7 separate regions of the Mus musculus genome follow, and all the other regions are linked to region 1. Evidence: chromatin contacts called from public HiCAR-type, HiChIP or PLAC-seq and promoter capture Hi-C data. All regions are on one chromosome and are shown on one strand. Each heading gives the region's core, a stretch centred on a gene start, on an enhancer-like site or on the middle of the called end of the contact. The rest is flanking DNA. Distances are from core to core; before and after follow the strand shown. Region 1 holds the start of Rnf182 (ring finger protein 182). Region 2 holds the start of Gmpr (guanosine monophosphate reductase). Region 3 holds the start of Mylip (myosin regulatory light chain interacting protein). Region 4 holds the start of Dtnbp1 (dystrobrevin binding protein 1). Region 5 overlaps Dtnbp1 (dystrobrevin binding protein 1). Region 6 overlaps Jarid2 (jumonji, AT rich interactive domain 2). Region 7 holds the start of Jarid2 (jumonji, AT rich interactive domain 2).

Region 1 (3,246 bases), core at 479-2,978:
CACAACATTGTTCTTTCAACAGGAAGTTGAATATGTATTTATTGTATGTTTTATTATTTTTAATTTATTTTATTTTTAAATTTATTCTTAGTGGCAACATTTGGTACAGTGCAACCGTACCAAATTAATTTAACCAGATCACTGTTGGTCCACATATACTTTGTTTTAAATTTTTGCTGGTAGAAAAGTGGGGGTATGTTGCACTCTTGCATAGCTCTCATTATCTATTCATGGGTTTCTGTGTAACATTTCTTAGATTCAGATAGCTGGGAGAAACATACATGCACTTTGAGTTTTGATACATATCTTCAAATGACTTAATGGCGTGACAGAAAGATTTCGTTCTCTTGACTTCATCTGGAAGCACTGATCTTTTATTTATTTATTTATTTATTTATTTATTTATTTATTTATTTATTTGGTTTTTCCAGACAGAGTTTCTCTGTATAGCCCTGGCTGTCCTGGAACTCACTCTGTAGACCAGGCTGGCCTGGAACTCAGAAATCTGCCTGCCTCTGCCTCCAAAGTACTGGGATTAAAGGCGTGCACCCCCCCTCCCCCACCTACTGATCTTTTTATTTAAAAAAAAAAAAGTAGGCAACCTTCCTTAGGAGTGAAATGCTTTCATTTTAGTACATAAAATGGACCTTCTATTTTTATAAGTTAATACATGGAGCCTCCTCTATCGGTAACGTCTTTGTTTGTTTGTTTGTTTTGTTTTTCAGTAATGCTGTTGTTTCGGTGTGTCCTTCTCAGACAGCTTGAAAGCCCAGAAAACAATAGCTCTCCAGGGGGTTAGTTAGCATGTTAATGGGACTTCTTTGGTGATTCACAAATGCCAGGACAGTCCATGGCCTGCTCTTGAGGTCCAAAGGAAGACACTGTAGAATTTGGATTTAGTCACTGAACTTTCAAGAAAACATAGTATAGAGGAGTGACTCACCCAGGGGAGCTGCCCTCTAGCTCTGTCCTTTAAAAAAAAAAGCATGACCCAAGGCCTGCTGGTACTTTTCCCTCTTTCTCCAAAAATTTCCTCAGGAGAGGCTATCTAGACTCCCAAGGGAGCCTAGTTGCTTTCCTAAGGGTCAAGGTCGGCAGTATGCAGCTAGACGGTGGCTCTGTCACTTGGTGCCCATGGTGGATGCTTAGCAGTTGTAATCCGTCCCTAAGCAGTGTGGCAGTGTTTCACATTCACACTGAAGCCTGTGTGTAAAAGTTGCGGTTTAACATCTCGTATTTATCATCAGAAGTCAAGGCTCCCTTTCCCTCCCACGGGAGCCCCTGGCAAGGCAGGTGCTTGGCTTGATTGTGGGAGACCAGAAATGCAGCAGAGGCAAAGGTTGCGGTTGGTTGGTGGTGATTGTGGTGGTGGTGGTGGTGGTGGTGTCTGATGCAGCAGCCGCAACAGGAGCACGGAGTACCAGTTGCTCAAAGTGATAGTTTATCACTTTGTACTGTCCTTTCTTCTCCCTTAAGTGAATTTCCGTTTCGAGGGCAGAGCTTCATAAAAGAAAGATGTGGTGGTGACGGGGACCTTAGAGCTTTGGAATGTCCAGAGTAAGAAAGCAAAGCAGAGCCTGCACTGCAATAAGATTTGGCTCTGGGCTTAGGGCTCTCTGGAGCCTTCCTGTCTCTGGCAAGGGACTCTGAGACTCGGGAGTGTCTACACTGGCAGTGGCTCCGGGTGTTTGGGGGTGGGGTCCTTGTCTCCTCCACACTACCCAACTGCTGAGAAGAAGGGCGTGGGTCTCAGGGCTGGCGGGGTCCCGGACCGTGGTGCCTTAGGGGTTCAGGCTCTCGGCCGGCCCCGGCAGTGGCGGTTGCCATGGTGACGTAGGGTCGGCTGTGCGCCGTAGAGACAAAGCGGCCCGCCCGCCCGCGGCTCCCGAGCTCCTCCTCCGCCGCGCCTCCCTCAATCCCTGGCGCCGCCGCCGGAGTGGCTCTCGATCCTCCCATCGATCCTCCAGTCCGTCCTCCCACGGCCCCCGCCGCTGGTCAGGTAAGGCGCGCGCCAGTCCGCGCGGCCCAGGAAGGGTCCCCCGAGCGCGGGGTCCAGCCGCTGCGGGGTGTGCACCGGATGCCCTGCGGGGCTACCCTGATGCCACCCACCGTCACGGCCTCCCGGAGCCCCGGGAGCCCAGCACCCGTAGCAAACTTCGGGCCGCGCTCCGGGCGCAGAGCCCTCGACACCGCCTGATCTGTCCCGACCAAGTTGAGGGGCGGGCCGAGCCATACCCACCTGCCAGGTGTCTCTTTTTCCTTCCACCTCTCTCCTTCGCCTTTAGGAGGAAAAGAAGGAAACAAAATTACCCCAGGACTTTTGTGTTTCATGGTTAATTCCTTACAGAATAGGATAGGAGGTGCAAGGAGCAAATGAGAGGTTTCTTTCTTTCTTTTTCTTTCTTTCTTTCTTCTTCTTCTTTTTTAAATTTAACACAAATCTTTGAAAAGTCAGCTCCTTCTGACGCTTGTGGTCCACGCATTTAGAAGTGGTATCTGGAGTTCCTCTGGGTTTTGGATCTGAATCTGGAACTGCATGGTGGGAAAGAGTGCTCGGGCTCGTTTCTAGCCTTTCTAGAGCTGTTAGCTGGACCAGTACCTTGTTGGGGAGATACTTGGCACAGACATCGTTGCTATTGTTTTGGGAAGATATTGTGTTCACGCTCTAGGCAAGTGGAAAATGCCTTGTGTTTTTATGCAAGGGAGCCATCCAAAGCATCCTCGGAGGCAGGTGTCCAGGCAGTGTTTGCATCAGTGTTTATGTGTGCTGGCAAGGACTGAGATGCAGTTGCCAAGGGCATTGGGATACCTGATAGGAAACTGCTTAAGTTGTGGGTACCAGTCCCTTTCAGTGGCCACAAGCCAGCAGATCATTTCGTGATAGTTTGTTGCAGACACACACACACACACAAAATTTTTAAATGTGATAGTGAAGACTTTTTTGGGGGGGGAGAGCACTAGAAATGATATGTACTATTATGAGAGAAAGAAAACATGCTTTTCCGGGTTACAGGTGATCAGTTAAGGATATTATACATGTGCAGATGTTATTTTATTAATTGGGGACAGATGCTGTGTTGATAACTGGAAAATTACCCGCCTGATTAAGTTGTATAACTCAACTTAGAAAAATCATGTTTAAGTAGGTTAGAGAACGTTTTATGGAATGAAAGGAACTCTATTTTGTTTTTGTTAGCTCATATTATAGTTAATGAAACAGTAATACTGATTATTTTGAGTTGTGGT
Region 2 (3,246 bases), core at 298-2,797, 1.9 Mb after region 1:
CACACACATACACACTTTTCTGCTTTAGCTGGAACACTGGTCATGCTCATTGCCACTGACTGACACAGTCTCAAACCCACCCCCTCTTTGGATAATCACCCAATGGTTTCTTCTTGAGCACACTGGAGGCCTGTCTCAACACTTGGTGGGCACACTGAGAGGGGAATTAGGGAAGCCAAAACTTTTAGCCTTTTGTAAGTAAGGGCACAGTAAAGAAAGCTCCAGGATGGTGAGTTTTCATTAGTTCTGGAGAAGGTTTTTGTCTTAGTCACCGTTCTGTGGCTGTGAAGGACCAACCAAAGCAGCTCTTATAAAAGAAAGTATTTCTTTGGAGCTCGATTACAGTTTTGGAGGCTTAGTCCATTACCATTATGCCAGACAGCATGCCAAGCAGATGGAATGACCCTGGGCCTCAAAGCCCACCCCCCACCCCCCAGTGACATACTTCCTCCAACAAGGCCACACCTCCTAATCCTTCTAATCTCTTCAAAAAGGTTCACTGTTCACAGGTTGATTACTAAGCATTCAAATATGGGAGCCCATAGGGGCCATTCCTGCTCAAACCACCACACTTTTTATTGTAGATAAGAAAGAAAGAACAGCCAGAGGCACCTGGAGGAGTCCAGAGCAGAGAGGAAAAGAAGACTGGTTGTGGATAGGCTTTTTGTGGGGAGGATAGAGAAAATAATGGGGGGGGAGAAGAATAGCAAAAATGATGAGAGACTCCTACCCTCTACAAGGAGGAGGTGGGAGAGCAGGTCAGCTGGAACAGCCTTGGAACTAGCATAGTGGAGGGTGAGTTGGGGAGGTGAGAACAAGAAGGCTCTCTATCACAGGGGCCTTGACATTTCTTACAAATGTGTGTTACCAGAGGAGCCTGGAGGTTGACTTTGGTCTGTGATATGTAATCATGGGTATATGCCAAAGAAGGTGGCCCTTTCTCACGTATTCCGAAAGAATCCTGCATGTGAGCTCTGATCTCCAGCAATCTTTTTGTCTACCTTGCCAGCATTCAGCAGGAGCTAAGCATTTGACTATCATTTTGGACCAAGTCAGTGAGCTCTCTGCTTCTCCCTCCTTAGAGGGGGTTTGGGAATTCACTTTGGAACACATATGAAGGCCATACTCTACAGCCAGGCTTAGTGGCTCATGTCTTTGGCAGAGGCAGGCAGATCTCTTGTGAGTTTGAGGCAGGCCTGGTCTACATAGTGAGTTCCAAGACAGCAAGAGCTACATAGTGAAACCCGGTCCTAAACAAAACGGAACAAAACAAAACGTACTCTCTGGTCTCCTAACCTTCTCCTTTGGTCACCCCTATGAGTACGATCAGGGTATACCCCGGGGAATGGGAGACTTTGTGCAAGTCTAATCCGCACCCATTTCGCAGCTCAGCCCAGGTCAGAGCTCTCTAGGGTGCTGCATGGCAGAATCCAGGCTCACTGCTAGACTCAAGCAGAAGGAGGGGGCGCTTAGGCAGAGAGAACTGGGCCCGGGGCGGGGCTCAGCTCAGAGACCCGGGATGTGGGCGGGACCTGGAAGCCGGGGGCGGGGCGCTCCCTTGGGGCGCCTGGCGTTGGGGAACGGAGCTGGGGGCTCCGGGTGCGCGGGCATAAGAACAAGGCGTGCGCACCGGGTTCGCGGAGCACCAGTCTGCGCACAGCCACCCGGGCGCCACTGTACGCACGCGCCCCGCAGCTCCCGGCTGACGCCGGCCTTCGCACCGCCTCCGCCGCAGGAAGCTACCGCGCACCGCTAGCACCATGCCCCGCATAGACGCGGACCTTAAACTCGACTTCAAGGATGTTCTGCTGCGACCTAAGCGGAGCAGCCTCAAGAGCCGATCCGAGGTGGGGCCGCTGGCATACCGCCTTCGGGTTGGCAAGGGGGAAGTGGGTGCAAAGGGAGGCACAGGGTGCCTTAATTGTGCCCGAGGCAGGGGCGTCACACCCTTTCCCCCACCTGAGAAAGGGGGAAGGCCAGTCGGTTTTCTCTTACACCTGGATTGTCTCTAGTTAGGGCCAGTGACAAGGGGGTGCTAGTTCGGGCCTGGAATTATAAATGCGTCTGCCTACCGGTGGTGGGCTTGGGGAAGTTCACACTGACACAGAGGAGCTAAGATCAACCAACCGAATGTCCAGTGACTTTAAAAGGAATGGTCTCAGGAGAGGCGCTCCGGGGAGGAGAGGAAACAGTGGGGCTAGGATGAAAGGAAGGGAAATACAACTGCAGATTCAAGCTTGGAATTTGGAACAGTGTTTCCTGGCGCTGGGACCTGCCTCTGCTGATTTAGCATCAGGTCCTGTGTCTGCGAACCGGGCGGAAAAGCCGGGCGCTCCCGGCAGGCACTTCTTTTCTTTTCTCTTTTCTTTTCTTTCTTTCTTTCTTTCTTTTTTTTTTTCTTGAGTTTAAATGGTCTTGCAGGAGCTGAGCTGGGGACCTGCTTTTTGGTGGCACTCTGCGGTACTGGACAGCTTGCAGTTCCAGCCCAGAGTAATGCAAGCGGACAGCGCTGGGGTGAGGGTCATTTGGGCCATTTGGAAGTTAGTTGTACCATGATAAGATGAGCGCCTGGGAACAGGTGGAGACGGGAGACGGCCGAGGTCAGACCTTGAAGGATAAATAGTTTTCTAGAAAGGCGGAGCTCGCTGGTGGAGTTGTTCCTGAACCGTGGCTTGGCTCTGTTGGGGGGAGTTCAGGAGGAAGAGCCTGAAAGGACAGGGGCGGGGGTTGGGGGAAGCTAAGCCTGCCTGCCCGCCCCATCCCTTTTGCTCAACAAACAAGACCATAAATAAATCCCCTCAGCAAACAACTCGCTCCGGTGCCCAGGCCCGACTGCAGTGCCTGCAGCTGCCAGCTGAGGGTTGGTATGAATTAGGACTGCCTTCTGGGCTAGCCAATGAGAGAGTAGAACTTTCCTGAAGCAGGGGTATTGGCAGCTTGGAGGCAGAACTGGACCAGGCAAGACTTGGGGGGTGGGTTAAGGGGGAGTGATGGACTCTTACCCATCCAGATTAGATGCCACTGGGGCTGCTGGTCATCCTGTGCTTTCAGATGCTAAAAAACAGGGCAAACCCTTGGAACAAAAATAAACACTAGAGAACCCCCCCCCCTGCACCCACCCCTACCCCCGGAGTGTTGAATAGAAACTAGGAGCCAGTAAATTCCTAAACCCAGGTCAGGATGAAGTGTTTGCATTCTAGGCTGACTAATAATTTGGTGGCTTCAGTGTTTGTCTGTTTTTTTTTT
Region 3 (3,246 bases), core at 502-3,001, 1.8 Mb after region 1:
GTAAGTAACTGATGGTTGTTAAATTTTTCTTAATTAAAAATTTTAAACCTGACATTTCCTTCGCTTCTACAAATTATTTAGCTGCTCATATTAAAAATATAAATATAGAATCATTTCTATGAAAGAAAGCCATTTAAAAAAAATCCTTGCCAAACCCCAAAGTAAGATAGTTTTAAAGATAGTTAAATAGAAATGTTTCTGTTTTTGTTTCTTGTCTTGTCTTTGTTTATTCTGTTTGTTTATTTTTGTTCTTCTTCAGCTCCTTTCTACTCCCAGTATCTAGGAATTTCCCCAAATCTGTCCCCTAAGTTCCCCCTTGTTTAAGCTGGTTAAGTTTTGGCCTTTCAAAAATATTAAGCAATACAACCAATTTCCATGTTGCCTCCTCTCCTTATGGTGAAATTTCCAGCGATGGGCCACAGATTAGATAATCTAAATGTTATCTCCCAGGTACACGTGCCAGACCTGCTTCCGGGAAGGAAAGGAATGAGCAGTAGACCGGTGGATGAATGCAAGCTTACACTGGACTTGGAGCAGTTCGAGAACTGTACCATGTGTTCCTGAAACACAAAGCCAAAAGACTGAACAGTTCTCTCCGCGAGGGCTCTGCTAAGATCCCAGTCCTTCTCCGATGTTTTCCCCATCGTCAGAAATAAATATCACTGAGCCCAAGTACGAGGTGCACCACCAGGTTGAGCTATACAGCAAGACTTCGTCTTAAACGCACAGCAAACAAACGGCACAGAGATAGGGTCATTGGCAGGCAGGGATGGCTAGATTGCTTCCCAGCGGTGCTGGGGCGAGGGGGGGCGGCTTGCAGGAGGGGGTGTCCAAAAATAGCTAGTCTCCATTCTGCGAGGACACTGAGCTTCAGAGAGATGGAGTTTTCCAAAGATCCAAGGCTGAAACCCATATCTCCCGGCTTATCTTAGAAACCAAAAAAGACAGTATAGGCCAAGAGAAACAGGTGGTAAAAATATGAAGGTTGTACACCTTTAACCACTAATCTCTTGTATTGAGATTCCCATCCTGCTAGGTCCTGAGATGAGCCTGTTATCTTTAAGATGGGGTAACATCTGGGTGTCTGAAAGAAAGGGCAGGGAGTGTACCAGGTGTATAGTGAACGAATTGGATGAGAGATAGGCTGGGTGACATAACTTGGTAAGGTGTTTCAATGTAGCAGAACCCACACATAGAAACCCTTGGCACGAGTTAATATAAGAATGGTGCTTGGATCAAATTACCGGCTTATATTGGGTCAGCTGCAAAAACTTTTCTACTTAGATTCTTCTTTTGACAACCCACGGTGGCAAATGCCAGCGGAAAAGCCTCTTCTTTAGGCTCTCTGTCTTGCTTGCTTCTCTTTTGGCTTTCACAAACCACCTGGTTATTAGAGTAACCCCACGCAGGAGTCCTGAGAACCGTAGTAGCAACGTAGCATCACAGGAGCCTTTGATCACAGTTCTCTCAAACCCGGACAGAAAGGCGTCCCCTGGAGCTGCGGGCGACAGCGGGCTGGGAGGAGCGTCGCCCAGTGGCAGAGGCCGCGACCGTGCTGGGGATTGGGGAGAGGATGGGCTCCCACCTCCCGCAGCTCCACAGGCGGTGCCGGGAGGCGGGGCTTCAGCCCACCGAGACTGGGAATTGGTTGCCGGAGCTGGGGAGGAGGGGCAAGCACGCTGTGATTGGCGGAGTCCGGTGCCGGAGGGGCGGGGCCTCTATAAAAGACGCGTGCCTGTAGCGGCGCAGGCAGTAGGGCTGTCGGAGCGGCGCGGCCGTGTAGCTCCCGGGAACTGGCTGTCGTGGGGGTGGCGGGGACGCGAGTGGCGGCTGCGTGGGGTGCAGGGCGGGTGGCCGCACGGCTGCACCTTCCTCACGGAGCCCGGAGTCGACTTGGAGCAATTGCGGTGAGGCGACAGCTCCGGCGCACACCCGAGAAGAAGCGGCGGTGGCGGCGGCCCCAGCCATGCTGTGCTATGTGACGAGGCCGGACGCGGTGCTGATGGAGGTAGAGGTGGAGGCAAAAGCCAACGGCGAGGACTGTCTCAACCAGGTGAGGGCGGCGATCGGAAAGGGGATCCCTTCTTGTCCCCGGGAAGCCTCGGGGCTCGGGGATGCTCCCCGGGAGCCGGGCGACGTTGCAGCAGCGGCCCGTGGAGTGCTCCCGGGACGCCAGGCTCCAGCCTCCTCCTCCTCCCCGCGAGTGGAGAGTGCGGTGGGGGGGGGGCGGGGGGAGCATAGAGGACGCTTACGGTGGGGGATCCGGGGCCCGGAGACCAGAACACTGCTGGGAACCTCCACCCTGTCCGTTAGCCTGGCACTTTTCTCTAAAGAAGGTGGCCCGGCACACCTGCCGCAGGTGTGTGTGTGTGTGATGCCTCCCGTGGAGTCCTTGCAAAGCCCGGCAGCGCCACCCGCGTCCCGGGATGAGATGGTTGCAAGCGGTCGCTGGCCCCGGGGCTCCCTAGCTGATCAGGTGGGCCCGAATCTCAAGCCGCTTCTCAGAAGGACTGTTCACCTGACACTCTAGGCTTGCTAGGGATCCAGAGTATATTGAGTAATTTGCGGGGGACGGTTCTGCAGGCAGCCTCCTTCTTGAGGGGTCTTTACACGTGTGTTTTCTTAAGGGTGACTAAGGCTCCTAACGGGGTGTGCCTAATGGATATTGGCAGGCCCATTTGACCCCTTGAAATACTGTGTCTACGAGACCTGTGGACCTGAGCTGTTTGGAAAGGCGCTTGTAAAGCTTAGCTGACACTTGTAGCATGCTTCCTCAATGCGTTTGTGTTTTTGGAATCCAGATGGTTAAAACTGTCCAGATAATACGCTGCCAAATCAGCTGTGCAGATGGTGCTGCGGGGCGGAGGGGGGGGGTGGCGGGGGGAATTCCAGCGATTGGAATAAGAAATAAAACACCCTGTGTGTTCTTCTACCTCAGCCTTTTGGGAAGTCTGTTTTGGGGGGACCCCTTTCCCTGTGCCATTGGTCAGACCCTAGAAATAGTCAAGCAAGGCCAAGCCTCCACTGGAGGGCTGCGTTTTGGCTTTGCTGTTTCCTTAAAACCTTGTTTTTCCGGTCGGTCTACCAACTGGCATTGCAAGAAGGTAGAACTTTGGGAAAGCAGGGGCCAGTCCTCTCCTCGGATGGAGCCCTTAGGTTTGCACTGCTCACACCCCATACCTTTGGTTTTGTTTTTAGGTGTGCAGGCGTCTAGGGATCATCGAGGTTGATTATTTTGGGCTGCAG
Region 4 (3,246 bases), core at 405-2,904, 1.4 Mb after region 1:
GTACAATCCAGAATCCACGCTCCTAAACTAACATCAAGCCCAGGGGTGACTTCTGAGACATACATGTGATCTACACTCTTAGCAACTACCAAAAGGGACTGCAGAGACACCCAAAAATTCCTTGAAGGAGTAACAGAAGAGTATTCAAGTGGGTGTTAGTCAAGGCCACTCTCGTGCTACAAGCAAGTTATTACAACAATACACCAAAGTTTTTAAAGTTTACACTTAAAACCAGAAGTTACTCTTCCTAAACCTGTATTTAAAAAAAAAAAAGCAACCATGAAAAAACCTCATCACTGAATAATTCCTTAGGCGCCCATAATCGATATTGACAAGACCACAAAACTAAAATCATCAATAATGCTTTATATACATTGGACACCTTCAAGTATCTGACAGCTTGTTACTATTCAACAGGCAAATGGTATAAAGCAGTTTTTTTGTTCCACGAGATGGGAGATCGGCTGTCATTTTTCCCATTAATTATTAAAGTATAGCATTATGACAAAGGTGCCCTCACATCAGGAACATTCGCCAAACATATGACAGACCAGCAGGGGGGGATGGTGGTGGATGCCTGAAATCACGTTGCATTGGGGCAGCTGAATCAGGGAGTATTCCCACCAGTTCAAGTCTGATCTAGGGTAAAGTATCTGTGAGGCGCTGTCTCAAAACAAAAGCCTGAACAAACCAGAGGGATGGCAGATTCTTTACAACGTGACTTTTTGTAAAGCAATAAAAGGAATTATAAACGAAAAGCCATACAAACAGTGCTTCCTGCCTATTTAACACAGCCACTAATAGTCCCATTAAACTGCGAGCGAGATAAGCACCATCACTATCTTACAGTACAGTAAGCAGAGACAAGAGACCCGGTAACTCGCAGTCAGGTTAAGAGGTAAAATCCTACAATAGTGCTTTAGGCAGCCTGGTACCCACTCAAGTTCCCCGACTTTGTAGCACATCGGAATCCCGTGACATTCCAGCTTAACCCAAGCTCAGAGAGGGCGAGAGCCAGGAGATTGCGAAAGGTTCCCGGGGGCGTCCAAAGTTTAGGCAACTCCGGGTGTGAACAGCTCCGCTCCAGTTCTGTCCCTCTGGGCCCAGCTCCTCCGTCACGGTGTTAAACCAGGGTAAAGGCAGAGAAGGCCGGAGAAGGGGTGGTCAAGGATCGGGCCGAATGGCCCGGTGTCCCCGCTGAAAGAGGAGGGGAAGGCGGGGGCCCGTGAGTCCTGCCCCGGGGTAGGCCGGCGGGCTTCCAGAGCAGAGGACACAGCCTCTCACGTGACCATCCTGCCCCGTCAAGCAGAGCTGCCCCGCGACAGGGCAGGAGGGCATCCCTCCCGCTGCGACCAAAGTGACTCGGTGCCGCCGCCGGGACACCGGGAAGTTCGTTGTCTCCGCGCGCCGACCGGACGGCAGCCCCGCGCCCACGCGCGTGGGGGAGCCCTTTCGGCCGCCCACCGCGTACTCACCCGGAGGTGAAATCCTGCTGTACGCTCAGCAGCCGCTCGCGCAGGGTCTCCAGCATCGCGTCCCCTCCCTCAGGCCTCGCGCCACCGCGCCCTCGGACGCCGTCGGGCGTCCCCTCGCCCCGCGCGTCGGCTCTCGCTTCACCGCGCCGCCGCCGCCGCAGCCTCCCCGGCCGCCGCGCCTTCCGCGTCCCCGCCCCCCTCCGCGCGCCCGGCCGGCGCAGCCGCAGTGCGGCGCTCAGGGGAGGCTCGCGCGGCGCCGAGGGGCGGGGCCTTCGCGAGCGCGCTCGCCCGCTCTGCAGACAGGGCGGGAAGCCGGCCTTCTCCAAGGTTATGACTGCTTCTTGGAAGGATGATTTCAGGCCCCTGCATCCTTTAGTTGAAGGGTTGGTTGGCTTTCGAAGGTCGGAAGAGCGCTGCGGGAATCTCCTGGGTGGCTGCGCCTCCCTATAACAACACTGCTTTGGTACTCCGTATTGGGGTTTGTCGGTGATGATCACCTGTCTCCAAACCCTTACTTTGCCCACTCTAGATCTTTGACTGACCCCGTCAAATTTCTGTGCCCTTCATCTCTCCATGTTGCCAAAGCCATGTTTCCCCTCCTCTGCCCCCTTGTGGGGGTGGAACTCGGTTTCTTGCATACCAAGGCTCTCCCACTGAGCCAACCCTCTTTATTCTGTGCGTCAATCTTTTCTCAACCTTTCAGTTATCCTCAGAGCAGTTGCTCACCTTTTTTCTTCCTTTCATCCCTTCTGTCCCAAAACTACGTGCACAGACTCCTCCTCCTCTCTATGCACTTTCCCTGGGCTAGTCTAGCCGTCATCTATTGTAGGGTACTCCTCTGTTTTTGCTTGCCCCCTTCCTTTCCTCTCAGTTGTTTCACCGCGTTGTCCCCGGGACATCTCAAGCATCCTTTGTGGCATACTAGACAAGCACTCTGGCAGTGGGTGACATCCCCAGCCCTTCCACGTGGAAAAGGGGATTAAAACACTCCGAGCCTTTTCTACTCAGGAAAGACGACTACTGAGCTAGGAAGTTGGATATTTAGTCATGCTTTTTTTTTTCCTTGAGTGCAGACTTCCAAAATGAGGATTCATTTTGCTTTAAGACTGGCTACCAGGGTGACACCCTCTTTTTTAAATGACAAGATGGTCAAGGTTATAAGAGGTTCAGTATCAGGAGCTCAGCTTCTCTATCAATATTAGTCATGTGTTTCATTAGCTGTATCAAAATAGAATCGAGGAGTTAGCTTCCTGCTAGGGTTTGCACGTAAATTGTTTCTACAGATTTATATGCTTGAACTCTCTTGTGTGAGAAATATGGACCCTCACTTCATAATAAGAGCCCCGTAGACTTGGAGTAGTGTAAGTGTGGCAATTCATTTTTGCCACTTGGCAAAGCCAGGCACCAGCCCAGAATGGCAGGCCCGCTGAGCATCGAGAACAGCTTTTGCAACCCCAAAGCAGGGCCCTTTTCCCCTTTAGTCTTTGTTTGAATAACCAGGAGGATCCAGTCTTGTGCATCATCTGGGTTCCATCTTTCTCCCCTAAGTTTTTCATCTCCTTTGCTGCTTATATTTGTCTATTTTCAACAAAGACTGTGACTGTGTTCATCTCTGCACTTCACATTCCGTTTATTTTAAAGTTGACCAGCCATGTGACCTTAGCACATCTGCAGGTCCTTAGGCAAGCTGTGCTGTTAGTAATTTTCTACTCTAACCTCTTTTGTTGAGTTGAGAGGGTAACAACAGGCATATAGTGTTTTCTGTTCATTT
Region 5 (3,246 bases), core at 414-2,913, 1.4 Mb after region 1:
ACCAGTCACTCGAGCTGACATCCCACCGCACTGAAGTGAAACTGAGTGGTAGCCTGGCTCTTAGCATGGTGACAGCCCCTCAGCCTTAAGCTTACCCACACCCAACGGTCCCTTCCACCTTTGTGTCACACACACACACATGTCCCTTGTGAAAGGAAATATGCTACACTTTCCTGTCTCTCTCTCCAGAGAAAGAAGGAAGGACAGAACGACAGTCGTAAGGATAGATATAAGCATAGTACGAGATATGGAAATAACATAATGAAACCTATCGCTTTGTTTGCTAGACCTAGTAAGGCAATTCAAGGACCTGCCTCCCTGTCCCTGCCTGGCAAAATAATTTTGAAATGACTAATACATTTTAATTTTTGTTTGTATTTCCTTACTTTCTTTTTTGTCTGTAAAAGCACTAGTAAACTAATAGTGTTCTATTTTAGAATTAAAATAAATTACAATTTAGAATTTAAAAAGTAAAGCCATTTTGTGATCTTTACGTTGTTCTAATTTTGTCCTTTGAGAGCAGTGACCCACAATATTACCTTCATGTGTACATGCATCAAACACAACAGATAATTCTCTGAATATAAACCCATCCAAATGAAAAATGAAGAAAACAAACTTCCACAAACTTCAAATGCAGCAGAACTCATCTGACCTCATGTCTATCGCCTGAAGGGTAAAAACATACTGTAAGACATGAATTTCTGAAAGCCTAAATTCTAAAAGCAATGTTTGGAGGACATCCTCTGGCCAGGATAGTTACTGTAAGTCCAATTCATTCATTCATTCATTCATTCATTCATTCATTCATTCATTCATTCATTCAACTTACACTTTTAAACAAAAGACCTAATGACAGTCTTGAGTTATTTTAAAAAAAGATCAACAAAGGCTGGCAAGCTGATTCAGCCAGCAAAATGCTTGTAGCTTAAGCAAGAAGATCGGCCTGAGTTGGATCCCCAGTACATACATAAAGTGCCAAGCAAAATATCTTGCTTCTAATCATGGCACTAAGGAGCCAGAAACAGGCAGATCCCTGGGGCCCATTGGCTGGCCTCACCAGTGAGTATCATGGCAAAATGAGAGATACTGTTTCAAAGTCATAATGAAACATCCCAAGAGCTCTGGAGGAACAACACCCCCACCCCCACCCCACTTGACTCCCCTCCATATGCAGAAGCACCTGTATGCATACAAACATTTGGGCAGACATAGGCAAATAGGTAACACACACAAAGCAACAAAACTAAAATTATTTCCTTAGCTTACTGTAGGCAGAAAGCATTAGTGGTAAATTTTAGAAATGAATACATTTCTATATAACAATAAGAATGCACTATTATTTTCAAAGCAATAGCTGAGAATTGATGAATTCTTGGAGGGCTTTGAAACTGCTCTCACACACAGGCCACACTTACCCAGGCTTGCCATCAGAGACTCCAAGTCCTGCAGGAGAGCGGGCAGCTGCTGCAGCTGCCCCTGCAGCTCGTTCAGGCTGGTCCTCTTCTTCTCCCAGTGGGCAGACAGCATGACCACCTCGCTGTCCACCAGCTGCAACACAGACCAGCGGGGCTCAGGAAAACCACATCTCAAGCACACAGTCAGTCAACGAGCCGAGGCCCGGCCAGTTTGTCTTTAGCAACCCTCCATGGTCTACAGATGGCAGTGACACTGAAGACAGTGCCACTTGTGTTGCTGGTTTTTCTTAGAAGAGGAAGGAACTCAGTATTTGTACAGCAGACCTCAAACTGCTCTTGTATCAGACATCTAACCCAAAGACTCCAAGGTCAGAAATAAGCTGACATCTTCTACGTATGTTCTACTATTAAGGAAACTATTCATTGGAAAATTCATACCTAGGAAAAATAAGACAAAAAGCAAACAACAACAAAAAAGTAACAAAAAGCAAATACACAGAAACAAATAAAAAAGTGATTTACTGGTAATTACTTGCTAACTTGAGAAGAAGTTAAAATATTTTGTCTGGTACACAGCATAATCTTTTTTAAGGCATTATAGATCATACCATGGTTCATTAGATAACTTGAAAAGTCTAAAATAACTAAGGTTTAGACAAAAACTACTTCTTACCAAAAATCAAAGCACAGCATATTTAAATATTAAGGCTTAAAAATGGTTTATTAATTCTAACTTTACACAAAACTAAAAATTACATTCTTTATATAGGACATAAAGTTTTTAGGTAGAAAGAATATAGCAGAGTACACTAAAGTATTTTAATTTAAGAAAATGTGAGGGTGAACAACTGTCAAACCATCACAGATGATTATACAATGGTACAACACACTAAGCATCTGCTACAAGCCCGACTCTGGGTTAAGCAATTTAGATATATTATCTTACAAAAACTACATCTTCTATGTTCCTCAAAGGCTTGCAAGCTAACAGTGTATGCAGAGTAGCTGGGAGACAGTGGAACATTTCATAGGTGAGGCTAAGCGTGAGAAAGCTAAACCACCACGGGCATGTCTTTGAAAGGATGGGGATTCCAGGCTCCTCCTCTGGGTGACAGACTCCTGGGTTACAGTGAGATGAACATAGTTCTTCCACCAAATGCTCCCAACATGGCACACTGTCTAACCAACAGCAAAAGGACCAGTCATAAAGCAAAATGATAGCCAAGCAAACCCTTTCTCCTTAATAAGCTGATTAGCTCAAGTATTTTGTCAGAGCAATGAAACTAATTAACATAGCATAAAACTCTACAGTTCATTCAGTCTATCTGAACAAGCTTGCTTGTTAAGCAAAGTTAAGTGGTGTCTGACACATTTTATGGATTAAAAAAAAGACAGAGACCAGGCTGTTTGTGTAAGACCAAAACAAATTAGTGCACCAAAGATGATAATCAGAAATTGTAACCTCCCCTCCTGTCACAGGAAATGCACCCTGAGCAGAGAAGTGAAGTCTCACTCAGCTCACTTAACAAATCAAACTGCTAAATAAAACCATTACTCTTAAGAGTTCAATCTAAAGACTAGAAACTGTTTCGCAATAATAGGAATTAAAAGGAAAACACTAGAAGTCTAGCTTCGGAAAACTACCATGGATGCCTAATCCTTAAGTAACTTTTAACTATTTGTCTGTAGACTGTGGAGGAGGGAGGGGGAAACCACAACTGCTTAGACAAAGCTTATAAACAATCCAATTACCACCGACCATAGCTGTGTGCTTTCATAGACACTGCTCTGAACCCTACAAGTATATAAGAATATGCTCTGGGAACTA
Region 6 (3,246 bases), core at 202-2,701, 1.2 Mb after region 1:
TTTGCCTTTCGCCATCTGGTAATCTCTGAAGCTAGCTGTTATAGTTGTCTCTGTTAAGAGCTTGTTCTTCAGGTGACCCTGTTAGCCTCTATAAGCAGACCTGGGAGGGTAGCTCTCTCCTTAGTTTGAGTGGGCAGAGTATTCTCTGCAGGCAAGCTCTCTTCTTGCAGGGAGGGTACCCAGATATCTGGTGTTCGAACCGGACTCCTGGCAGGAGTTGTGTTCCACTCACTAGAGGTCTTAGGATCCCGTGGGGAATCCTGTGTGGGCCCTTGCGGGTGTCGGGCTCATCCGCTGGCAAGGTACCTCGGGGCGCGAGTGGAGCGGAAGGGGCTTGTGCCCCAGGTCAGGCCCGGGTAGTCCACTTCCCTATTTACCGCAGTCTCAGGTTCCGCGCGATTGGATTGGGGCAGGGGCTGTGTTCCACTCACCCGAGGTCTTAGGATCCCATGGGGAATCCTGTGTGGGCCCTTGCGTGGGCGCCTCCGCTGGCAAGGTACCTCGGGGCGCGAGTGGAGCGGAAGGGCCCCAGTCACATTTCTAATGGTGTTGGAAATCATATTTGTATAATTCCAGTATTGGTGTGCCAATGTACTGCTAATAGAAATGATATTTTGGATAAATATACAATTTTTTTTTTTTAGATTTGCAAAGAACATTGAAACAAGTAGGCAAAATTAGGAACCATTAACATCATTTAATCCTTTCTGCTGTTATATTTGGTGATTGCTGCTTCTGGGATCCTGTGGTGGACCTTTCCATGTTTGTGTCCACAGGAGTGCATCCATGGTAGTGTGTATATACGCATCAGGACTTCAGATCTAGAGAGCAATTGTTCTTTGACTAGGTCTGAGACAAGACTGGGTACAAGCTACGTTGTTAAGGGCTCTATTTGGGTTTCCAGTTTGCCTCTAAGATGTGTTTATGATGTTTCTGTGGGTAGCTGGTATTGGTCAATTTTTGTTATAAAGTAAATATTTACCAGTTGGTAGCTATTTAGAAATGACTCATTGGGTTTTTATGATAATTGTCACATCTTTTCTAGCCTTGAGGCACAAGAGATGTTCAAAATAAAACGTACTTTAGTCAGGTCTCTATCTAATAGGTAGCATCTTAGATGCTGAAACAATAGGATCACTCACTCAGGTCAGACTGCATTGAGATCCTTTCTCTGTATCAAAACCCGATCCAGCTCCCCCCCCCCCCCCCTCTCTCTCTCTCTCTCACACACACACACCCCAGCACTCACGCGTGCGCCTGCCTGTCTGTCTTGAATTTCCTTGTTAATTGTTTCCTTCTTAAGCTTTTGATTCTCTTATGGAGTGAGGCTAATTTTTCTTACCCCCTTTAAAGGATTGTATGTGTATGTAAGTTTTCTGTCCTTGTCAGCTTGGGCACAGGGTAGAAGGAAAAGTGCTGCTCTGATGTAATGTGTTTAAGTGTTTGTCCCTTTTCTCACCTGTAGGGCTTCTTGGTAATGCCCAGGCTAAGGCACTAGGACCAGCCTCAGAGCAGTCAGAGAACGAGAAGGATGATGCCTCCCAAGTGTCCTCTACTAGCAACGATGTTAGTTCTTCAGATTTTGAAGAAGGGCCGTCGAGGAAAAGGTTAGTACCCAAGCATTAGTGAATAAATACATCATGGGGCAGGGACTGTCAATTCAGTTGCTAATGCTTGCCACATGGGAGCAAGTGTGAATCTACCACAGGAGTCAGAACTAAAGCTTTCCCAGTAACAATCCTCAAAAACAAAGATGGATAAAAGTCATTAATGGCCCGGGTGAAATTTGTTCCTGCCTGTGACACCATGCTGGCCAGAAGAGGGAATCCGATATTATTACAGATGGTTGTGAGCCACTATGTGGTACTGAGAATTGAACTCAAGGACCCCTGGAATAGCAGCCAATCCCCCCTTCCCTCTTTTTTTGTTTATTTTGTTTTTTGGTTTTTGTTTTTTTTCGAGACAGGGTTTCTCTGTATAGCCCTGGCTGTCCTGGAACTCACTCTGTAGACCAGGCTGGTCTCAATCTCAGAAATCTGTCTGCCTCTGCCTCCCAGGTGCTGGGATTAAAGGCGTGCGTCACCATTGCCCTGCTGCAGCCAATCCTCTTAACAGCTGAATTATTTCATGAGCCCATCAAATTTATTCTTAATCAGCAGCTGTTTTGAAATCTGTATTAAATGCGTTTTTGTCATTTCTGAAGAGATTTCTTTCCCAAAATGATAGAGACTTCCTGTGGTATTATTAGCAAATAATTGTTCTTGTCATGAAAATATTAATTTACTGTCTACAACCTTAATATGTCTGATTTTAACCAAACTGTTTTTATATGATTTTTCTACATAATTTAAGATAGTTCAGTAAGGTGGTAGGTAGGCTAATGCTATTTTAAGATTTGTGGCAGTGAAATTACATAACGGTTCCAACTGGGTCTTTAAAGATCTCTTTGCTAGCAACCACCCTATTTTATGTCTTATTGTCCACCCCCTTTAAAATTTACTTTTAAATTTGCATTTGATCTTTATGACTATAATTTTGCAATGCAGGTGGTCAGAATTGAACTCAGGACCTTTGGAAGAACAATCAGTTCTCTTAACTGCTGAGGCATCTCTTTAGCCCCTATGACTATATTTTAAAAGGAAAAAGTTCCCTTGGTTTGAACTTCTTTTCTTGGTTGATTCATCTTGACTATAATGACCCTTTGGAAACAATTTAGATGTCTATCTTTAATGAAGTACAGAGAAAAATTAGGTGAAGGAAATTAGCCATGATTTGTGCTTGCAAGTTGAGATGCATAGCTCAAATTCTGGTTTTGCCTTCCTTTCCTTGGTGTCTAATAGCATATGGTCTATGTTGGGTCTGTATAATAACTTCTCCTAGTCATTGTCTTTAACCTCTCAATAGTGTCTCACATTGCTGTTTTGTATGTTAGCAGATTTAAACACACACCAGAGGCGTCGTGTCATTATACTAGGCCTGTACTTTTCTATGACGAACCTTTTACTGTATACCATAAGGAGCCTCTTTCCCCATTTGTAAAGGGAACCATCACTAGAACTGAAGGCTGGAAAAACTAGTCGCTTCAGTAGATACATTGGAATGTGTGATAGTATCTGTGCTTTTTAGCATGGGTGGTATTCATGTCCCTGACATCAGCTTTCACCTGCATTTGGAGAGTGCATTTTTTGAGTCAATGGTTATATAATGGTTAAATAATGGTTATATAATGGTTATATATTCACTATT
Region 7 (3,246 bases), core at 253-2,752, 1.1 Mb after region 1:
CTGGGGCAGGTAAGGCTGCGGGGCACAGACCATTGGGCTCTCGGGCACTCAGTGTTCGAGACGCTTCCTTACGGGCTGCCTGTGTTGGGGGGTCGGTCTCCATTTTTCCGTTCACGGTTTCACCTCGGCGTTGGGAGTCTCGGTCGCGGACAGCCCTAGTCCTGAGGGTAAAGACCCCCTTCACCGTCTCCAGGGACGGCGGGGCTTCACCTCGGAGCCACCGGCGACGGCCTAGGGTCGCGTCGGCCCCGGGGACAGGGGCGGGCACGCGGGCCGGCGACCACGAGGCCGCGAGCTTTCGCCGGGAGGCTGCCCCAGCCGCGTCTGCCTCGCGCGTGGGGTCGCGTGCGGCCGCGGGCCGGCTTGGAGCCGTGACCTCGGACCACCCCGGCGGCCGAGCGGCCGCCCGCTTGCTCGGCACACGGGCGCTTGTCCTGAGGTGACACCGCCGGCAACGGCTGAAGCAAGCGGGCGCTGCCGATCAGCGAGTTCGCACCGAGCGAGGATCCCTCTTGGTGCGTGGCCCAGTTTGGCTGAGGACCCGCTCCAACCCCTCGCTGACACCGCCCCCCGCCGCCGCCGCCGCCACGCTCCGAGGCCTTTCCCCCGGGAAGCCTGGCGGCTTGCCCTCGCGGGCCCGCGGGCGCGCTCTCGCGCGCCGATTCCTCGATTCCACAGGCGGTTCGCGCCCGGGGTGGGGGCGGGGCGGGGCGCGCGGGGCCGGGCCGAGCCGGGCCGGGCCGGGAGGGCGGCCCCCGCGGGGAGGGGACTGGGGGGCGGGGCCGGCGTGGGGAGTTCCTCGCTCCCGGACCACACGCTCCGCGGGCCAATCCCGAGCCAGCCTCTAGCAGTGTCGCACGCGGGACACGTCCAAGCGTTTGTTGGCAGGGCCCGGGGAAGGGGGAGGGGGAAGCGATCGGGGAAAAGGGAGTTGAGTGACAGGAGGCGTGGGGCACGCTGGGAATTGTAGTTCTTCGCTTCCGTGGCCATAGCCATTTTGTAGTCAAGGGACTACAACTTCCAGAAGATCAAGGGGACTATTCTAAGGTGCCCCGGGAATAGGCGGCTCTCCCCCGGGCCGGGCGTCCTGGGGCACTGGTACCCAGCTGCCCGGCTGCAGGTAGACGTGAGGGCAGTGGCGAAGGTTTGCATGCGGCGACTGTTGGGTGAGCGGACTGCGGGTGGGGGGGGGGGGGGGGAAGGGGCTGAGGTGGAGCGACCGAGCGTGCCATGCATTGAGCTAGGGAGCCTCTCTCAATTCCACGACTGGGCTCGGCGTGGGAGAGGCGCCTGACGGGCGGCCCGCAGAGGCTTCGTGGAGGCCTTTCCGGGGTCTCGTCGACGGGGCTGCGGGAGTTCTCCGCACCGGGCCGGGGCTTGTGGGCAGAGGTTAGGCAGGCGTGCGGGGGGCTCAGCTGTGGGAGTTTTCGGCTGGCGGGAGGTGGCGAATTAGCCGAGGAGCCCTAACTTGTATAAAAGCAGAGTCCATTTAAAGTTGGGCTGGCTAGCCTCTCTCTCATTGGTTAAGGGGCTTGGAAAAAAGAGACTCGGCGAGCCCTCCGCTGTGGTGCTGCCGCCGCCACCGCCGCCGCTGGAGTTGACTCTTCTGCTCGCACTGCTGCTGCAGCACAAACGTGACTTCCAACATTTTAAATTTATCTTTTCCTTTTTTCTTCTTCAAGATGTAACTACAGATCAGATACTAAGGACCTTCACGTTTCGCTGATGTAGTTTTTGGAAGAAAAAGGGGGGGAGTGAAGGGCGTCGGTTTTTTTTTTTTTCTTCTTTTTTTTTCTTTTCTTTTTTTGTGTCTGTTGTATGTTTCGGGGGAAATTTTCCATTATGAGTGTTTTACTAAAGTGAATTTTTCTTGTTTGCTTCGCTCGTCTTTGGCTCTTTTTATATTTTTTCTTTTATCCTTCTCAATTTCGGATTTATTTCAAGGCGAATCTGGTTTTGGGGGAAGAGGAAGAAAAGTCGGATTACAAGATCAACCACCACCAACAACAATAAAAACCACCAGGATATTTTTTTGCAAATTTCTGACGGCTTTAAATTCATGAAGCAATTGTCCCCTTTTGCAATCAGCATTTGGATCTCAGAATGAGCAAGGAAAGACCCAAGAGGAATATCATTCAGAAGAAATACGTAAGTGCTCTTAACAACACATCCTTTGGCTTGCAGTTTTAAGCGATGGTTGTGAATGTCAAGTTTATAGATAATTCTGCAGCTGAAAGGTTTTAAACAGCGTCCGATAAAGCTCTTTCTTTTCCGAAAGGGCTTTTCAGGCAAAGTCGTGTCTGCCTAGTTTGGTTGAGAAAACAGACTGGTGTAGAGATACCTCAAGTATATAAATTGACCTCGAATGACACAACGTTGATGTAGTTTTGGTGAAAGGCAAGGGGTTTTGGTGGAGGTTGGGGTTCTGTGTGTGGGGGCCCCCGCAGTGATCTAACTGCATTCTCGGGCGGATTTGGTCCCATATTGCACTTTGCATACAAATGAGCCTGTTATTAGTGTTATTTGGAAAATCGTGTAAGGTATGTGTGTTGGAAGCTAAGTTGCAATCCAGAGTACGATTATGGCGATCTTCTAGCACTGGCACATCATTTAATATATGTGGCCCTTTTGGCTTATCTAGCTTGCAACATGACCCAGTTGGGAATCATGTTACTGGGAATGCATTTATTGGTATTGACTTTTATAAAGAGGCTGGTTTTGGTTCTAAAGATTCATGGTTTCTAGTTTGAGGGGAAAAACATAGCTCATGTAAAAGTATATGTGTGCCTGAGTGAATGCATGTTAATACGAATAATTTCTCCCTGAAAACTGGGTTTCTGAGATTGGGTTGTGATGGTTAGGTTTGTTTTGTGCACAGTATAGCAGCGTCTTGCTTGGCATAGGGAGTGTTTTTGTTTTGTGTAGTGGCTTTTTTTTTTTTTTTTTTTTTTTTGTAAGTTTGGGGGGAGGGAGTAGAGAGGGAAACCAGGGGATTAACCAAATATGCACTCGAGTGATCCGGTGGTTAGCTGCGTATGCTTTAGAGCAAAGTACACTTTTTTCCCCCAGAAAAAAAAAAGGCCCTTGAAGATAAATAAAGAACAATGCGACCCTATGAGAAAGTTTTATTTAACTAGGGTCGATGATTTGGTCTTAATATTTTTCCTTTTTGGTTAGAGAGGAGTGTATAATGGGAGATGACCTTCTGGGCAGTGGTTTTGTTAAATGTGTACACACACACACATT

Evidence for each region. Promoter capture Hi-C pulls out the DNA fragments that hold promoters and counts their contacts. HiCAR-type assays count read pairs that join an accessible place to other places. HiChIP or PLAC-seq counts read pairs in DNA pulled down with a chosen protein or histone mark.
Region 2: a contact with region 1 is called in a promoter capture Hi-C map of cranial neural crest. The contact joins the promoter of Gmpr here to the promoter of Rnf182 in region 1. A contact is called at or near these places in 7 of 39 promoter capture datasets (cranial neural crest, frontonasal cranial neural crest, hippocampal neurons and 3 more), 1 of 115 datasets of contacts at active chromatin or transcription factors (embryonic forebrain) and 1 of 9 other capture datasets (adipose tissue).
Region 3: a promoter capture Hi-C map of cranial neural crest shows a contact between it and region 1. The contact joins the promoter of Mylip here to the promoter of Rnf182 in region 1. A contact is called at or near these places in 2 of 39 promoter capture datasets (cranial neural crest and liver) and 1 of 115 datasets of contacts at active chromatin or transcription factors (astrocytes).
Region 4: a contact with region 1 is called in an H3K4me3 HiChIP or PLAC-seq map of embryonic stem cells, with 9 times the contacts expected there. The contact joins the promoter of Dtnbp1 here to the promoter of Rnf182 in region 1. A contact is called at or near these places in 5 of 39 promoter capture datasets (embryonic stem cells, hippocampal neurons and stem cell-derived epiblast-like cells), 1 of 484 Hi-C or Micro-C datasets (Th1 cells), 6 of 115 datasets of contacts at active chromatin or transcription factors (embryonic forebrain, embryonic stem cells, forebrain and 2 more) and 1 of 9 other capture datasets (embryonic stem cells).
Region 5: a contact with region 1 is called in a promoter capture Hi-C map of the HPC-7 cell line, with 9 times the contacts expected there. The contact joins the enhancer-like site here to the promoter of Rnf182 in region 1. A contact is called at or near these places in 11 of 39 promoter capture datasets (the 3T3-L1 cell line, the HPC-7 cell line, cranial neural crest and 7 more), 1 of 15 datasets of contacts at CTCF or cohesin (large pre-B cells), 7 of 484 Hi-C or Micro-C datasets (B cells, CD8 T cells, the HPC-7 cell line and 4 more) and 4 of 115 datasets of contacts at active chromatin or transcription factors (embryonic forebrain, embryonic hindbrain, embryonic limb bud and 1 more).
Region 6: a contact with region 1 is called in an H3K27ac HiChIP or PLAC-seq map of embryonic stem cells, with 10 times the contacts expected there. The contact joins the enhancer-like site here to the promoter of Rnf182 in region 1. A contact is called at or near these places in 8 of 39 promoter capture datasets (the HPC-7 cell line, cranial neural crest, embryonic stem cells and 4 more), 1 of 484 Hi-C or Micro-C datasets (common lymphoid progenitors), 8 of 115 datasets of contacts at active chromatin or transcription factors (astrocytes, embryonic forebrain, embryonic hindbrain and 5 more) and 1 of 9 other capture datasets (liver).
Region 7: a HiCAR-type map of astrocytes shows a contact between it and region 1, with 4 times the contacts expected there. The contact joins the promoter of Jarid2 here to the promoter of Rnf182 in region 1. A contact is called at or near these places in 6 of 39 promoter capture datasets (the 3T3-L1 cell line, cranial neural crest, hippocampal neurons and 3 more), 2 of 484 Hi-C or Micro-C datasets (embryonic stem cells and ventricular fibroblasts), 11 of 115 datasets of contacts at active chromatin or transcription factors (astrocytes, bone marrow-derived macrophages, embryonic forebrain and 8 more) and 1 of 9 other capture datasets (pancreatic islet).

The regions. Positions count from the first base shown.
Region 1 is chr13:43,614,069-43,617,314 of GRCm38.p6, forward strand. Rnf182 (ring finger protein 182) reads left to right here and starts at 1,729. Exons shown (of 2, transcript NM_183204.4): 1 at 1,729-1,999.
Region 2 is chr13:45,505,897-45,509,142 of GRCm38.p6, forward strand. It overlaps Gmpr (guanosine monophosphate reductase), which reads left to right and starts at 1,548. Exons shown (of 9, transcript NM_025508.5): 1 at 1,548-1,847. The coding sequence starts at 1,761.
Region 3 is chr13:45,387,991-45,391,236 of GRCm38.p6, forward strand. Mylip (myosin regulatory light chain interacting protein) reads left to right here and starts at 1,752. Exons shown (of 7, transcript NM_153789.3): 1 at 1,752-2,053; 2 at 3,199-3,246. The coding sequence starts at 1,967.
Region 4 is chr13:45,000,442-45,003,687 of GRCm38.p6, forward strand. It overlaps Dtnbp1 (dystrobrevin binding protein 1), which reads right to left and starts at 1,655. Exons shown (of 10, transcript NM_025772.4): 1 at 1,476-1,655. The coding sequence starts at 1,531.
Region 5 is chr13:44,981,323-44,984,568 of GRCm38.p6, forward strand. Dtnbp1 (dystrobrevin binding protein 1) reads right to left here. Exons shown (of 10, transcript NM_025772.4): 5 at 1,419-1,551. Among named protein-coding and RNA genes, the nearest start is that of Dtnbp1, 19 kb to the right of the region's middle. Within about 2 kb of position 1,664, at least 43 of the 459 cell types and tissues checked have an H3K27ac peak or open chromatin away from gene starts, as enhancers often do. A contact at or near this core is called in CD8 T cells and the HPC-7 cell line, where this site is marked.
Region 6 is chr13:44,846,815-44,850,060 of GRCm38.p6, forward strand. Jarid2 (jumonji, AT rich interactive domain 2) reads left to right here. Exons shown (of 18, transcript NM_001205043.1): 3 at 1,466-1,607. Among named protein-coding and RNA genes, the nearest start is that of Jarid2, 120 kb to the left of the region's middle. Within about 2 kb of position 1,452, at least 4 of the 459 cell types and tissues checked have an H3K27ac peak or open chromatin away from gene starts, as enhancers often do. A contact at or near this core is called in embryonic stem cells, where this site is marked.
Region 7 is chr13:44,729,769-44,733,014 of GRCm38.p6, forward strand. Jarid2 (jumonji, AT rich interactive domain 2) reads left to right here and starts at 1,503. Exons shown (of 18, transcript NM_001205043.1): 1 at 1,503-2,148. The coding sequence starts at 2,104.